Linked DNA regions of Gossypium hirsutum: region 1 is linked to region 2. A link is a contact called in public Hi-C data. All regions are on one chromosome and are shown on one strand. Each heading gives the region's core, a stretch centred on a gene start, on an enhancer-like site or on the middle of the called end of the contact. The rest is flanking DNA. Distances are from core to core; before and after follow the strand shown.

Region 1 (4,507 bases), core at 1,782-4,281, 170 kb after region 2:
TCAAAAAAACATCGTAAATCGCTAAGTTTAAAGAAATTCATACTAGTTTTTAAAATAATTTTTTTCAGCATATTTATATAAATTAACCTCAACTTTATATTAATATTTTATAACCTAATATGTAATAACCAGTTTATAATAATAATTAAAATTTTTTAAGGCTTCACATTTACATTATTTTGGCCTATTAATAACTTTTGGTCCAACCAACATAAAATAAAAAATAAAAAAAGCCTTGTAAAGAAAAACCCTAACAACTAAACACATTCTCTTTTTCCCTGTTACTGTTGAGTGTTGGCCATCGTTAGGCTGTCTCCCCTATCATTTTTTTTTCTTTTCCTCTACCAACACCTACCTGATCAAAACGTGCCGACGATCATCTCCGCCGCTGCCGTGTATCCTCCTCCTTTTGTTTCCTTTTCCTCCTAGTTTTTCTTCTCAGTTTGCCTGCTACCACGTCCGTCGATTTTTGTCGGATCTGATTTCGTATTCGATGTTAAAATCCATGTCAAATCGTGTCGACATTGGTATAACACCCCCAACTATTGAGTCTGGGTAACGGAGGGGATGAGTCTTCCAAGCCGAGAAGAATGGTGCAAGAGTACTAAAATTATATTGTTTTCTTGATGATCCTAAAAATACTAAAACTAATTTGAATGCCTTATGGATGGAATTTGAATGCCCTTGTTGAAATAGTTGAAGAAGAGCTTAAGAGAGATTATCTGGAAACTTATGTTGGAAGTGGTAAAATTTTCTTGCTAGGGTAGACTTCCAAACCGGGGAGAATGGTGCAGGAGTACTAAAACTATATTGTTTTCTTGATGATCCTAAAATTATAGTCTTCCAAGATTATGAAAACTTACTTTCTATTTTCTTGATAATCTTTAAAATAATTTCTAGAAAATGGGTTGGCATTCAAATGCCTTATGGATGGAATTTGAATGCCCTTGCTGAAATAGAATGGAAATCACATCTCACTTCTAGACGATGTCTTATGCTGTTCATTGACTCGAAATTCATTTTTTCTCAACCCTTCCTCAAAAGAAACACCAAAAAATGCATAAATGATCTTATGAAAACTATTTTCCGCAAAACAAACTTGTCCAAAGAGCAACGTTATGCAAAGTTTAGGCACATATACAACCAAATTATGAACACAAAAATATGGTGTTTCAATGCACCCACCTATATATTTTGTGTGCTATTCTAAGTCTCTAATTATGTGATCCATATAAAAGACCATGCATGCACCAAGTATCAAATTACATTCTCAATTGCTGTAGTTCAATTTATCCAAACTACTCCATTACATGAATTACATCCTCTAAAGTCTGTCCATGAAGATAAGATAACTCTCAAATGTATGAATCTCCTTTCCATCAATTTGCAACCTGCATTTCCGTTCTCAAAGCTTATAGCAACCAATGTCCTAGTAATCAAATTCAATCCTCATTGACAAAAAACCACACTGAACAGTATCGCAGCTTGAACTTTCTTGAAAATGATTCCCGAATAATTTGCTCAAACCTGCTAGATGTATTTACTGCACCTAGTGCACACATCACGTATATTGAAGCCATTCCAATTGCATGCACAGTTATCACACCCATGTGATGTTCCCCCAAAGATTACATTAAATATTTGGAGCTCACTAACCTTGAAAAGTAATAAGAAGAGACTTAAGGTTTCTGACTTATGAGCTTATTTGGTTCAATGGCCTAATACTTAATAATGCATTGGTCCTACTACCAGATGATTAAAGATTCTTACAGTTTGCACCTAACTGATTACATAAGCTCATTGCAGGAGTCCTTAAATCCCCAATCCCACCAAAAGCAAAATGACTTATTAATAAAACTACGCTATCATGTTTAAGTGAATGAACATCTCTGTAGTTGTAGTAGCCTCACACTGAATAGCCCCTTAATAGTCAATATTACAAGAGTCTCAATAAGCCAGTTTGCAGTTCTCTTTTTCTCAAAGTAGATCCGAATTCAGAACAGTCATCGCTCACAAAGATGATTAAGAAACAAGAAAACATCTAAATTTGGTTATTTCCTAAGGGCTTTTGCCACCACATAAATCATTCCTTTGCATATACTTGTCGCACGATTCAGCTAAGTAGGTTTAGGCTTTTTCTTTACACAAATCCCATAATTCAGCCAAACAGTTTCACAAACAACAATATAGTAAGAAATAATTTGATCAAGACAATGGTAAAAAGAAGGTTCAATAGATAATATAAAGAACGAATTAGGGCCTCAGATTACCTTCCTTAGCTGAATGCAGCCACTCATTCTGACTCAACCTCCTCAACCTTCGGACCTATATCCGAAATCATTAAACACAATGATCAATACAGTTCAGACATTCCCTCCCCCAAACAACAATGTTGACTCATTCCAAAACAAATAAAATAATGGTTTAACATTCAATCGTTTCGTTACTTTTACCCCTAGCGTTGCTTTTGACTTCCTAAAACCTTGTTAAAATTAAAAGGAAGTAGTAAACGAAAAAAAAAATCAATTGAAAACGAGCTAAATAGGCGAAAATTATTCATCTTTTTTTTTTCAAATTTATTCAGGAAGTAAAATAGCGAGTAATAAAATTAACAATCAATCGAGCTTAAATAAAATAAAGAAAATAAAAGTAGCATATATTTAAAATAAAAAAGATTAGGACCGTGGAGGGACGGATGGCGGCCATCCTTGCCCCAACCAATGCCGCGGGTGGCGTCAAGGTACTGGCTAACGAGGTGGCGGCACTTCTGGAGATGGTTGACTCCTTCGATGCGGTAACACCACCTGACTTTGTCTCGTAAGATCTTCGCCTTCTCAATGTCTATCCATTTCTCTCGAACTATATGCTCCCTCATTTCCAGCATGGCAACTGGGTCTTGGTAGGGGTTGGCCGGGTCGAAGTCATCTGGCCCGGTTTCTTCGAACTCTAGCACTCCCTTCTTTCTCCCCATCTCTCTCTATGCTCTTGTTTTGCGCTGTGCTTCCTCCAGATTTGCGGGGGATTTTAAGTCTCGTATTTGGGGTTTGGGATTTTCTTGTTGGGCTTAAACATAATTATTTTTTGCGGAGTTGTTTTATTTATGTTGGGCTTAAAACATGATAAGTTCTTCCACCCAACTCTTTACTGTTCAGAAGTTTTCTAAGTTCATGACATGGAGGAAAGAAAATATTTTATATTATTATAAAATTATTTTAATAAATAATTATTGGTGAAATGACAATAAATTTTATATAAATTTATTAATTTTGTATTCGATTCTCAAATAATATATTTTAATTATTTTATTTAAAAACTATAAAGAAGTGTGAAAAGATAAATTTATTCTTATAATAATTTTAATTACCCTAATAATTTTACAATTGAGTTAATTTCAAGTTAAATTCGTGGTACTAACTCAATCAATCATTTTATACATAATATAGATATATATAACTAAAATGATTTTTTATTTAATTTGAGAGTAAAGAAAAAATACTACATATATCTAATATCTACAATATATATATATAAAGCAAAATATTGAAATAATTAAGGTAAATTTTAGCTCTAAATTAATTCTTCTCATATCACTATTAGGTTGACTTTAATAATGACGTGAGTCTCATCTATTGTATTTAAGTTTTGTTTAAAATTAAATTTGTTAAAAATAATATGATTAAAATTTTAATATTAAATGTCATAAATAATAAAAATTAATATATAATAATTTGTTGATTGAGTTTTAACTCAATTAGCATATAAGTTAAAATTTTTAATATATTATATATAAATTTAATTCTTAATTAGTTTTTAATTTTTATTGTTTTCAATTTACATAAGTAGTATACTAAAATACTAGTGTGCATTTTCATGGGATGCATAGGTAAGTTGTAGTCGATATTAAAGTAGTGATTGTATGTTATGGTATACTATATTTAAGCTAGTTTAACGAATAAAGGTTTAGTTTTTATAATTTTGAAAAGTATATTGTATGATAAAGTTTATTTTAAATAGAAAAACAACATTCTACTAAGAGTAGGAGAGGGGTGAATGACTCACCCTTATATTTCTAAAGGGGTTGTTGCCTCCTTCATGTTATATGAGGGGTTTTGGGCCTCTTTCACATCAGGTCCAATTACGAGCACTTCTTGAGCCTTTTTGACCCAGTATTCTGTAATGTGATCTAACCCAGTTCAGTTATTCTATTTCATAAAATAAACTTTAATATTTACATATTAAATAATTTTTTCATCCCAATTTTACTCCAATAAAATTTTGACAATTTTACCCTAGATAAAATTTGGAGAAATTTCGTTCAATATGTCACAACTTAACTTGTTCATTATGACCGAATGGTTTATTTTCATTTTTAGGCTTCAAAACAGTCCAAAAACATAAACTCGTTCTTCTATTATTTAAGTAATCTGATATATGATTGCAAATTTCTATTTTCATTTCCATTTCCATTTTTGGAAACCTACATTCATTTCCAAATGATTCTATTTCT
Region 2 (4,480 bases), core at 1,398-3,897:
ATCGTGTGCTTAGGTCGTGTGAGTCACATAGGCAAGGACACGACCCTGTGCCCAAGTCGTGTAACTCTCTGTTTCTTGATTGGTAACACACGGGTACGTAACACGGGCATGTGGTTAGGCCGTGTGGTCCACACGAGCAAGGACACGGCCGTGTGGTAGCCAATTGGGCTTTTGAAAGCTCGTTTTGCGACCAAAATCATTAGTTTGACTAATATTGACTATCTATGATATGATTGATACGAAATAAGATACAATGTTAAATTACAGTTAATATGTGATTGATATCTGACAGATAATCTGTAAGTAATACGTAAGCTTCTGTATTCTAAATGTGTTGGATTGAAAATGTGCACAGAAGGAAGTATTCTGTTCTTAACAGTTGTTTACCACTTTCTGATTAAATCTAAAATTAGCATTTAACACTAACTGTGCTAGCATCTATGATGCGAGTCTATAACGTGTCAAATCGACACATTGCAGTGTGTAGGGATGGATGGACACTGAATGTCCTTAATGGTGTGTTGGGTTGGTCGGAGATGGTGTGTAGAGGATAGAAACTAGGAAATTTTGTTATGATCTGTTCCAATATCTAATTAAGCATGTTAATAAACTGCTACCGTCAGTCTGTATTAACTGGGTATAATTGATTCATTTATATCGAGATATTGTGAGCACTGAGAACTATCTGGTACTCCGAATAAAATCACCTCGTGATCGTACGAAAGCTGAATAGTACATTTGCTATTGCGCATTGAGTTTACCACTAACTCTATTACTTTTGGCTTTCAGGTGAACCATTACACTAAATGGGATCGATGTCACGGCGGCTCGGTCAACCTTATCTTTTGCTAGGCTTAATATGAGATTATGTCACTACTATATTATGGATTTAAGACGTTTGTGAACTAAAGTTATTCTGTTGGGTATCTGGATTTAGATATTCTAACTATCTATCTTATGAGTTTGCTAAATTATTAATATGATGTTGTAATTCTCTGAACTTGGTCTGGACAACTAGACTGGGGTTAGGGTGTTACATTTTGCCACATGTCACATCATGGTTGTGACACAGGGTTGCTTTAACTGAAAAAAGTTAAGGGTAGTTAACTTTAATAGTCAACTGTTAAAGTTAATGAACAAATGATCTTTTTAATGCATATTTTAACAGTTCAAGTACCCAATTGAGTGAAAAAAATCAGGAGCTTAATTGCTTTTTTTGAAAAAGTTTGAGGGACTTTTTGATGCACTTTGAAAGTTCAAGTACTCAATTGAGTACTAAAAAAAAGTAAGAGCTTAATTGCTTTATTAGAAATAGTTTGAGGGCCTTTTAATGTATTTTGAAAGTTAAAATGTCCAATTGAGTAAAAAGAGTATGGACTTAATTACTTTTTTAAAAAAGATTTGAGAGCTTTTCACAACCTTAAACTAAATTAAATATCAAAGAAGGAAAAATGTCTATGTCCAAATCTTGAATAAAGCTGTAGGCTTTAAATGAGCCTTTTTTTAGAGGTAGTTTTTGTTAAGGGATTGTTTAATTTATTTTATTTAAATGTTTTGCATGAAAATAAAAATCTAATTGACTTGTAGGGATTTAATAATATTTTTAGAGTGTATTTAGACTGGATGAGAGATTTTGGAAGAGAAATTTTATTTCTTTTTAAAATTTAAAAGATAGATTTACTTGTTTGGAAAAAAAATAATAGAAAATTAATTTTAAAAAAATTCAAAAGGAATTTTGAATACCTCAATTTTCTTATTCAAATTTAACTTAAAGAGGTTATTTTTCAAAATCCCTTTTGGTCCCATAGTAAAATAAAAAACATTAACTTTATAATATAATTTTTATTTAATTCCAATATATATTTTTAAATTTTATATTATTTAAAATATTTATATATTTTTACAAATATAATGATATCCATATTACATCTTTTATATTATTTTTTAATATAATTATTATTTTTAATTTATTAAAGTTCATTAACCTAATTTTTTTAAAAAAAATTATTTATTCAAACAAAATAGAAACAAAAAACTAATATTTTAAAATGATGGATTTTAAAATACTAAAAGTTTTAAAAGTCTTTGGCATTTTAAAATTTTTTATCCAAATCCACCCTTAGAATTTAGATAAAAATAATAAAAATTAAAAAAAACTAAAAAGAAATTTTGAGTAACTCAAATTCTTTATTCAAATTCTACCTAAAAATATGATATTTCAAATTTCCTTTTATTTAAATATGTGGTCCCATAGTAAAATAAAAAAATTAACTTTAAAATATGATTTTTATTTAATTCTACTATATATTTTGTATTATTTAAAATATTTATATATGTTTACAAATCCAATGGTATCCATATTAAATCTAGTATATTATTTGTTTTTTATATAATTATTTTTCTTTTATAATTTTTAACCTAATTTTTATTATTCAAACAAAATAATAAGAAATACTAGTATTTTGAAATGATATATTTTCCAAAAATTTTCAAAATATCTATTATTCAGTAGTGTTTAATAATAGTAGAGAATTGAAGATCTGCTTTGAGAAAATGAATAAAAAATTCCAAATCGTGCAAATTTCTTTTTTAAGACCTAATATAAACAGCATGAACTTCTAAATAGTGGTGTCATATAATTTGAGTTGAACAGAACAGATTTATCTCACAGGGAGAGGGAGACAACAACATGTGCATGTTAGAATAACACACACCATGCATGTAAACTACTCACACTCAAACCATGTGTTTACATCTTATATAGGTACCTGGTGAACCCTAGTTTCTGCACAAACCGAGAAACTTTACAGCTTACACCATGACTGCTCTTGCCTTTACACCTATTCTCATGCTGTTGCTCTTGGTTGCCAGTCTTCCCACTTCCCTTTCTCAGGACCCTATCACCCCAGGACCAACCGTATCCGACTGTAGCCCACGTCTGGTGGCTTTCATGCCATGTGCACCATTTGTGCAAGGCAATGCTCCGAGACCAGCGCAGTCCTGCTGTGACAATCTCAATCAGCTCTATGGACTGCAGCCTGGTTGTCTTTGTCTCCTCCTCAAAGACACCACTTTAAGTGCTTTTCCCATAAACAGGACTCTTGCACTGCAGTTACCTGTTCTTTGCAGGCTCCAAGCTAACAGCTCTTCTTGCTCAGGTACCATTCAGATCTTCGAATTAATTATCTTGCATTCACGCCGATATCTGACTAATTGGCTTGATATTTTCTTTAAGGGTTGCCTTACCCTTCGGGTTCATCTGGTTCTCAAGTTTCTCTAGGGACAAATCATAACTCTTCTGTCGCTGGTAATCAAATTATTTTAAAAGGCTTGCCTTTTCTTTTTAAGACCAGATGGGTGAATAAATTTTCTATTAAATGGATCATCATCATATTATAAGTTAAAGTTTTGCTTGTTTCCCCAGCTTCTTCTCCCATGGGGAACCCAAATGTTCCAATGGCACCAAGACCAAGCATCATGGGGTTGGGGTTTGGCCGGAGCAAGGCTGGAAGATTGAAGGCAGAAGGCCTCTTAGCAATGGTGGCTGCTGCTGTTATTCTGTTTTCAAGACTCGCGCTTCCATAGTTTTGACTTTGGTTAACAAAGTGTTGTTTCTTAGGTGTATTTATAGTTTTGAGCAAGTTATTTATTGGAACAAAGTTTATCTATTTGGGAATGAAACATATGCTTGCAATGGTTAATGTTTGTTTCATCCAAGCACAACCAAACCATTGTGGCAATCTCTATAAATTCATATAATAATAACATAATTAAACCAAAAATTAAGCCTATTAAGCTTTAAAAAAACAGATGGAAGCAACCGTCAACTTTAACGTATGATATTATCTCAAATTATAAAGTTATACATTACATGCAGTAGATTACAAATCCAGGCAAAGCCCGTAATAAATTCAAGTGATCCCAAGTATAAAGACATTTTATGTTAATATTACAGCAACTATTCCAAACTGGGTGCAACTTCAGTAGGGTTTGAATCAAATACATCTGAAATTTGAGACATCGGGTTCTTCTAAAAGCTCTCGAGACTGTATAGACTCTTTGTATGCTGGAGTCTCTTTAAAATCTGTGGCCCCTTCGTTGTAAGTAGCCACAGAAATCCCACATGCAATTAACTGACAACATAGAGACGTCAGCTTGAAGAATCATCAATTAGTCTCGAACCAAATTTTAGATAAAGTGCAGAAACCAAGGAACAAACATATTTCACATGTACAACAGGTTAGAAATTCCCAGTATCATCACAATATAAACCCAATAAAATGAAATGAATTATTCTCATCATTCATCAAATACATAAATGGCAAGCTAGCATACAGGAAATAGATTTGTAGTCTACTCTAAATTCTCCTACTTTTTTTTTTCTCAAGGGGATTTTGAATAATAAAAAAAACTAGTAAGCTTTTAGCAGATTCTTTTTGAACAAGTGATGAACAAGATTTACTTTTAGATCATCACAAAT

The links. Hi-C and Micro-C count contacts between places; a contact is called where the count stands out from the background.
Region 1: a contact with region 2 is called in a Hi-C map of leaf, with 2.2 times the contacts expected there. The contact joins the promoter of LOC107915573 here to the promoter of LOC107923440 in region 2. A contact is called at or near these places in 2 of 34 Hi-C or Micro-C datasets (both in leaf).

The regions. Positions count from the first base shown.
Region 1 is chrA08:57,278,962-57,283,468 of Gossypium_hirsutum_v2.1, forward strand. LOC107915573 (NADH dehydrogenase [ubiquinone] 1 beta subcomplex subunit 10-B) reads right to left here and starts at 3,032. Exons shown (of 3, transcript XM_016844744.2): 1 at 2,683-3,032; 2 at 2,271-2,325. The coding sequence starts at 2,971. The coding sequence ends at 2,294.
Region 2 is chrA08:57,107,838-57,112,317 of Gossypium_hirsutum_v2.1, forward strand. It overlaps LOC107923440 (non-specific lipid transfer protein GPI-anchored 10), which reads left to right and starts at 2,648. Exons shown (of 3, transcript XM_016853666.2): 1 at 2,648-3,158; 2 at 3,236-3,307; 3 at 3,425-3,701. The coding sequence starts at 2,819. The coding sequence ends at 3,585. It also overlaps the pseudogene LOC107923353.